Regions from separate parts of the Mus musculus genome. Here regions 2 and 3 are each linked to region 1. A link is a contact called in public HiChIP or PLAC-seq data. All regions are on one chromosome and are shown on one strand. Each heading gives the region's core, a stretch centred on a gene start, on an enhancer-like site or on the middle of the called end of the contact. The rest is flanking DNA. Distances are from core to core; before and after follow the strand shown. Region 1 holds the start of Eif4g2 (eukaryotic translation initiation factor 4, gamma 2). Region 2 has its middle 89 kb from the start of Galnt18. Region 3 overlaps Galnt18 (polypeptide N-acetylgalactosaminyltransferase 18).

The links. HiChIP or PLAC-seq counts read pairs in DNA pulled down with a chosen protein or histone mark.
Region 2: an H3K27ac HiChIP or PLAC-seq map of SST interneurons shows a contact between it and region 1, with 8 times the contacts expected there. The contact joins the enhancer-like site here to the promoter of Eif4g2 in region 1. A contact is called at or near these places in 4 of 39 promoter capture datasets (the 3T3-L1 cell line, 3T3-L1-derived adipocytes and hippocampal neurons) and 2 of 115 datasets of contacts at active chromatin or transcription factors (the NIH/3T3 cell line and SST interneurons).
Region 3: an H3K27ac HiChIP or PLAC-seq map of VIP interneurons shows a contact between it and region 1, with 3 times the contacts expected there. The contact joins the enhancer-like site here to the promoter of Eif4g2 in region 1. A contact is called at or near these places in 2 of 39 promoter capture datasets (the 3T3-L1 cell line and 3T3-L1-derived adipocytes) and 4 of 115 datasets of contacts at active chromatin or transcription factors (VIP interneurons, astrocytes, embryonic forebrain and 1 more).

What each region holds. Positions count from the first base shown.
Region 1 is chr7:111,081,751-111,084,323 of GRCm38.p6, forward strand. It overlaps Eif4g2 (eukaryotic translation initiation factor 4, gamma 2), which reads right to left and starts at 1,280. Exons shown (of 22, transcript NM_013507.3): 1 at 1,035-1,280.
Region 2 is chr7:111,867,905-111,870,477 of GRCm38.p6, forward strand. No RefSeq gene overlaps it. Among named protein-coding and RNA genes, the nearest start is that of Galnt18, 89 kb to the left of the region's middle. Within about 2 kb of position 1,272, at least 14 of the 459 cell types and tissues checked have an H3K27ac peak or open chromatin away from gene starts, as enhancers often do. A contact at or near this core is called in SST interneurons and hippocampal neurons, where this site is marked.
Region 3 is chr7:111,735,262-111,737,834 of GRCm38.p6, forward strand. All of the region lies in intron 1 of Galnt18 (polypeptide N-acetylgalactosaminyltransferase 18), which reads right to left. Among named protein-coding and RNA genes, the nearest start is that of Galnt18, 43 kb to the right of the region's middle. Within about 2 kb of position 1,305, at least 14 of the 459 cell types and tissues checked have an H3K27ac peak or open chromatin away from gene starts, as enhancers often do. A contact at or near this core is called in VIP interneurons, where this site is marked.

The DNA.
Region 1 (2,573 bases), core at 30-2,529:
CTCAGAAGACTAAAATAGAACGAAGTCAAAACCCACAAATACACAATAAAACCTGTTTAGCCCCGTGGATTCTCTTAGTATTCAAGGATGCAAAGAACAGCTTTTGTGAGAAAAATAAAATGAAAAAAAATCTGGATGCTGCCTAGGAAGCAGCCGTATTATGGGGCCTTTAAAATTAAACAGAAATGCTATCAAGACCGGCGGTGCTACAAGGGATATGTCTGCGGTACTAAAATGGGTGGCCGGGGTGGTGACAGGCCGGCCAGAGCCTCACTACCCGGTGTTGGGCAGCTTTTCCTCCGCTCGTCTTTATAAGCCCTTCCTTTTACACAGGGCGCGTGTGGAAAGCCGCCGGAAGGCCGGGGCCACAACACAACATGGCAGCAGGCACCTCCGCCCCACTCCGCGCGAACAAAAGAGCAGCGAGTTCCTCCCCCAGGCCCAGGCTGGCTCAGCTTCCGAGCGGCGTCTAGCGAGGGCCCAGGCCTGGGCGGGAGGCGCCCCCTCCGGGCCGGCCCTTTGTTCTCCCGCAGGAAGGCGGCCTCCTGCCCACCCGCCGCCTCCACCATAAATCCCCCGGCTGACAGCGCCTCGGCTGCCAAGGCCCACAAAGGGACCGAGACTCGCTCTTGGCGTCGCCCGAGTGGGACATCCCGCAGTAGGGCCACACACCTCCTCCCCGCCGGGAGGCCGGGCTCCGGACTCGTCCGCCTCGCTGGTCCCGCGCCAACGGCCGGGCCCTGCCGCGGGCCGCGTCCCTCCCGCCGAGGCGCGAGGCCTGCCACGCTCGCACGCTGTTCCCGGATCCCACGTCAGGATCCCGGCTGCGCCCGCCACTCGACCGCACGTCAGCCTAGCTCTTCGGTCGACACAGGAAGGAGCGCGGAGGCCATAGATTTCTAAGTAGCCCAAAGGCAGAGGAAAGGCCGCCCCGCCCGGCTCCGCCTGCGGCCGCCATTTTGTTCCACTCGACAAGAAGCGGCCAGGGGCGGCGGCCATCTTAGAGGGCTCCGCTCGGCGGCGACTCCACTCACCTTCACCGAGAACTCAGCAGCTGCCACCGCAGCTGCCTCCTCTGGATCCGGTCGTCGGGGACGGGGAAGGGAGGGGGAAGGGGAACGGAAAACAAAAAAGGGGGAGGGAAGGGGGAGGAAGGAGACGCGGCCGGCTTGAAAGTCTCAGCTCAGAGGAGTAGCTGCTGCAGCCGCCACCTGGTACCCGCCGCCACCTCCATAGAGCTCCGGCTCGCTGCTGGCGCTGAGGCGTGTCTGAAGCCCAACTTATCACTCTGAGGCGGCCGACCCACTAGAGCCTCCCCGAGTGGCTCCTTCGCTATCCAATCAGCAGCCGGGCTTCCGTCCGCTACCAATCCGCGCAGGGCGGCGGGGAGGAGCCAGCGGGCAAGCTCGGTTGCGGCGCAGCCTCGCCGCAGTGCGCAAAGCCATATTCGCGAAGGCTCTGGGGCCAAGCCAGTGGCGTAAGGGCGGCGGGCCGGCGCGCTGCGGGACTCTTGCGTAGCGCCGGGAGCCCAGTGAGTGTGCGCCGCCGGGCCGCCTGGTCTTCCTGGGCCGGCGCTTTGTTCCGGAGTCCCAGCCTCATGCTTGCATAGAAGAACCTTTTCCTCGCCTCTCCTCCCTGACCCGCCCGGGCCTGGCGTCCTGAGGGCTCGGCGTGGCCTTGCGGCCTGGCCTCGGTTTAGCGTCTGGGAGCTTTGCTGAAGAGAGGGACGTGTGCCCATCGATAGGAATGCGTTCTGTTTGTTGGTCCTCCATCTGCAGAGTAACGAGAAAAGGATCAAAGGAAGGGCTTTGTATCCCAGGCTAGAGGCAGCTTTAACTCAAATGCTCGGCCTGCTGTCACCGAGCTTGACCCAGACAGTATACTAGGCTGGCTTGAGAAGTGTTTGCAGAGCGCGGGCATTTGGAAATTGCAAAGTCATTTTTTAAAGTTTTTCCTTCATTTTTAACAAACATTAAAGACGGGCAGCGCAGTGCTTTCATTTTATTTAAGGGCTATATAGGAAAATGAAGCATTTCAAACTATACTTCCAGGTGGTATTTTAAAAGATGGGTTATGTATGTATGCCACAGTATGCAACATTTTAGCTTTCCAAAAATGAAGGTATGTAAACGAGAAATGTCCCATCTCTGTTAAGCATGCATTTTTTTTTTTCAATAAGATGGGTTACTAAACTAAAGCACGTGTGTTTTCAACAGTCATGGCTTGGAATTCATTCCCAAGAGCTGGGTTTTCAAAGACCCAAACGTAATTTGGCATGTCTTGGTGTTGAAAGCCCTAGTTCTTAAATAGAATTTTCAGCAGACAATTGTACTTTCCTTAGTATTTAAGTCTGCTGAAAAGTGTGGCTTTGAAGGTTTATAATTCTAGTAAACTTAGGTCTTTGCCTTAGAATTAATGCTATTAAATAAACTTTCACTTAAACTAAAAACTGTAAAAACCATTTTTATTTGGGGGTTAAGTGTAAAAAAGAAAAGCATTTTTTAGGAGAGGGGCAATTTTTTTCAATATAAGAGATTTTGCTTTGTATATATAACTTGTATGGCTTTATAACT
Region 2 (2,573 bases), core at 22-2,521, 790 kb after region 1:
CTAGTCCCAAATGGGAAGCTGGCAGGGCTATGACCCCCTGACCATCTAAAATCCCAGTCTCCATGAAGACCTGAAAATGTGTGTGATTGTCTAAATTGAAATCAATATGTTGCTTGGTTGGAAGGCTGTGCAATTGTTGTTGAAGCTTGCATATTATGCTCTAAATGTTTAATCTGGCAGAGGCCATAAAAGACGAGTTCCAGGCCATTTGGAGCTTATATTGTGAACAAGATGGTCGGGAGGCGGCTAAAAGAGAAAAAAATGATCGCAGCCCCAGCGTGTGTCAGAGACAGAGCTATGTGGCTGTGGTACAATACAGAGGTTCTGCGGAGCTGAGCGACAGACTCCTCTGTGCGTGGGGGGAGGCAGTGCTCACAGAAAGATGGTGGGATCTTTCTGTCTGCAGAGGCTCCCTGGGACTTCTAGAAAAAAAATAGAAAAAAAAAAAAAGGATATCTAAGGCAGATACAGTGACTGTGGCAGGCCAGAAAGTCCAGTCTTTCCCTCTTGATGTTTTGAGAGGAGCATTTATCATGGACCACTGGTCAGATTTAATGTGCTATGTACCAAGAGGACAGCTCCTCCCAGCCAAAGCCTGCAGCTGCCCATAAACACCTAGTTCTAGCAAGCTACCCACGAAGCTAATGGGTAATGACAGCATGGGGTGTGGCTCAGGTTAAAGTTTCAGAGGTCAGGAAGTAGCTTTCAGCTTTCCTAACTACTCAGTGTGGTTCTTCCTAACTTCCTGTTAGTCTTCACGTCAGTCGTTTAATGCCTTACAGAGATAGAAGGGAATACTGGTCTACCACCCTTATGGTGATAGTTAAATGAGATCCTTGGCAGTGTGCAGGAAATGGTTCATCAATGATGTCTATTAGTGGCAAGGCTCTGTATGTGCAAAATAGCACAAAACACACATGACAACGTTTCAGTGCCAGGACAGGTCATACCAGCTTTCTCCTTTCTGTGCCACAGGCAGTGGGTACATTCTTGACAGTGAAGGCACCTGGCATTTCTCAAGAGTATGACTTTGGAGGTCTTAGAGAGCAGCAGAATTTGAGTCTTAATCAAGCTCTCTGAAGTGTGTCGGGGCTTATCAGATTGAAATCTCTTTCTGGAAATATCCTCAAAGCACAAGAACAATTAGGGGTTAGTTTCCATCACATACCAGGCCCAGGGCTGCTGCTTCACAGCCATCCACATTGATCTTCACAACACTGTGAATGAGCAAATGGCACAGAGAGAGCAGAAACCTGTCCACAGTCACACGGCAGCCTCGGGAGGATGCAGAGAGCATGGCTTCTATGCTTCGGATTCTAAATTCACTGTTCACTCCACTCCACCACAGCTGTGTTTTATTTATAGACGCATAACTACGAATGCAAAAGAAATATTTAGCTTCCTTAAGAAAGCCTGCAGTTTTTTAGGAGTCTGTAAAATTACCTTGCTCTAATGCATCTATATAGAAACTTACTGCATTAATTACAAATGTTGTTACCTGCTCACTGAACCAAGAGCAAATGTGGAAGATCAGTACTTGGGAGGCTGCGTGACACCAACTGTTTGCAGACCTGCCTCTGCGCCAAGAGACAACACTGTGTGGGCATAAAGATGAGGGGAAAGCATGCATTTGGAGACAGAGAAAGGGCTTCTGCTCCTGGCTTCTTCACCAATCAGTCTCGCGTATGTAGGCCGGCTACTAAGAATCACCGAATCTCAAGATCCTCAGGAAAATCAATGCCTCATTCTGGAACAGGAAGCAGAAAGACTGAGAGTCAGGGAAGAGTTCTGTAAAATGCTTTCTTTTGAACAGGCATGGCTAGTGTTCCTACAACTCACACCAATGACAGCTACCTGCACAAGACCAAGGCAACCATAGTTCCTTCATAGGTAGGGAGGTGACCTACAAGGTCTACCCATCACAGAGGAACTATTAGCACCTAATAACTACTGGGGGAAGAGAGAATAATTCTTCCTTGAGAGTGTGGCCACTGGTAGGTTTCCCATGCTCTAGTGGGCAGCACCACACCCATGCATATATGGGCAGAATTAATTTGACTTAATGGTTTAAATACTGAACAAAAGAAAGCATGAGGTTAGGAGGAGAAGGTGTTGGGGGAGATAGAGAGGGGTGAATAGTAGTATATATGATCATGTTTCATTGCATACATGTATAAAATTCTTAAAATCGGAACAAGCAGTTCTTAAGAGTAATTTCAGGATTCTAGGAGAGGATTAAATGAGATGATATATGTCAGCTAGCACAGTGCCTGGCCATCACAGCATGACACAGTGTGATGTTGCCACTACTCCAGTGAAATTACAAGGCTTCCTCCAACTATTCTCTGCTTAAAATGTGTCACCATTCAAATGAGCACGTGTCATCAGCACAGCACTATGGTGCATCAGCAAGTCCACATTAAGAGCTCCAATCCACTGAGGCAATTGACAGAGAAAGATGTCTATGTGCAACAACAGTAACGCCAGAATTGTTCCCAGTACCAAATGGGAAGTGACCTATGCAATGGTTCCAACAGAAATTGCTAAATTGTAATTTATCTGTCAGATCTAGG
Region 3 (2,573 bases), core at 55-2,554, 650 kb after region 1:
CTCTACACCAAAGGCTAACTAACCCTTTTCCATGCCAGCACTCCCCCCAGACTCTCCTTCTGAGTGAGAGAACACTGACCCAGTGTTCAGCTTTCCTGTGGGGAGAAGAAACTTTAATTACAAAGCTAATTGCAGATTGAGTGCACCTGGTAGTGTGTGTGTGTGTGTGTGTGTGTGTGTGTGTCTGTGTGTGTCTGTGTGTGTCTGTGTGTGTCTGTGTGTGTGTGTGTGCATGTGGTATATGTGTGTGTGTTTGTGTGTGTGTATGTGTGTGTGTCTGTGTGTGTTTGTCTGTGTGTCTGTGTGTGTGTCTGTCTGTGTGTCTGTGTGTGTATGTGCGTGTGTCTGTGTGTGTTTGTCTGTGCGTCTGTGTGTGTGTCTGTGTGTGTGTATGTGTGTGTCTGTGTTTGTGTGTGTGTGTTTGTCTGTGTGTCTGTGTGTGTCTGTGTGTGTGTCTGTGTGTGTATGTGTGTGTGTGTCTGTGTGTGTGTCTGTGTGTGTGTCTGTGTGTCTGTGTGTCTGTGTGTGTGTGTGTCTGTGTCTGTGTGTGTGTCTGTGTGTGTGTATGTGTCTGTGTGTGTGTGCATGTGGTATATGTGTGTGTGTGTCTGTGTGTGCATGTGGTATATGTGTGTGTGTGTCTGTGTGTGTGTGTGTGTGTGTGTGTGTGTCTGTGTTAGCCTTGAGTCAATTAAGAAGAGGCTCCTTTTCATCCATTCTTTCACCAAGATTCTAAGCTTTTAAAGAAAGAAAAGGAAGATGACAAAAAGCAACAAGGTGTCTTGGGAACAGAGCCTCTCCTGGAGTAAGGAGGTGAGGGGGTGTCAGTGTTGTATGTTACAAGCAGGTATGGGCTTCCTATGTGTAAGACCAACAGGAAGCTTGGGCCCTCACCTTCCTACAGGATTCCTGCTGCTCTCACCAGGTTACATGTGGGGCAAAGAAAGAGAATTGTAGGCCCAGACGAGCTTCCTCCCAGCAACTGTTCCCTACAAACGCTTGGTGATATTTTGTACCTGCTTAGAATTTTGTGGGGCTGTATCAGTAGCAAAGAACCTGAGGCTTGGTGTGGCCCACCCAAAAGGACAGGGACATTGTGTGCCCTCCAATTGCAGGAAGGAAGGAAATGGGGATGGGAGGGAGAGGGAAGAGGAGGAAGGGAGGAAATAGACACGGCCACTTCTGGAGCTGTGCTCACAGAATGGCAGTCTGGCTTTCCTGGCCAGCAGCATCCCAGCAGATATGTGGGGCTGACTAGGAACTGGCTGTAGGCAGACACAAAGCCAGCAGGGAAAAGATGGAGTCTGGGCACACTGTTGGCCAAGTGACAACGATGGCAGAGAAAGCATTCATTCCTGCTGGGCACCCTGGTCTGCTCACAGCTGGTTTCAGTGAATGCTGGTTGAGGGCCAGCTATCTCCATTTATCTGTGTTAGTCCATTTTTGTTACCATAACAGAAAACGTGGGGTTGGGAGGCACTTCTAAAGAAGACTACTAAGATCACAGTTTTGATGGCTATGTAATCTAAAAGGATGATACTGCTCTGGTGAGGAACCCTGGGCTGTACTTCCTCCTATCACATGGTCGTGAGACAGCATACATGCAAACAGAGAAGATAAATGGCCAGATAGGAATATAGAAGCATGGGGCAGGGGGCGGGAGGCAGTAAGGACCTCCTCAACCGCTGTCCTGACAACCTGACCTCCAGCACAGGAAACCTTTAGGGTACAGTCACAGCATAGCCAAACCAGGACACTTTTTCTCCAAATGTGACCAGGTTTACAGATGACAAGCTGTCAGCAGTCTTAGCTCCCTCATCTCAAAGAGTGTTCTCCAAGGGCTGAAGGGATAGCAGATCAGCCAGTAAAGCATTTGCTATGTAAGCATGAGGTTCTAAGTTCTGACTTCCACTATACACATAAAAAGCTGAATCCTTAATCATACCGTATCTGGAGCAACAAATACAGGTGACCGCCTAGCGCTCACTGGCCAGACAGCCTAGTCAAGTCGGTGGGCTCCAGGTTCAGTGAGAGACCATGACTCAAAAATAATGTGGAGAGCGATAAAGGCAGATCCAAGTCACACACACACACCACCTCTACAAGCATCCATCTTCCTCACACGCCAACACAAACACTTCATCCACCACATGCACACTAACTTTAAAACTATAATAAAAAGCAATTTTCAAAGAGTAGTTTCCAAATTGGGTTGAGCCGTGTGATGTCTGTCACAAATACTTATGTGAATCCCAATAAGTTAAGCAGACAGGGCAGAGCTTTCCCACACGAGCCAAGCTGAGGGTGGATCGGTCTCCACCTCCCACCCATCAGGCCTCCAACTTGGGAGGCTGCCAGAATTCTCCATGGACGCTGGGCAGAATCAGAAACTACACAGATGAGGGCTCTGCAGCTGACACCCGGAGCCCCAGGCAGAAGGACAGCAGGAAGGTACATCTGATTAAGATCAATTGATGCTATGTCCTTTCTAAATAAACCACCAAGCTCATTCCTACGTGCTCAGAGGCCGTGCCAATAAATGATTGGACAAATCAATTCAGTAAGCCTGGATT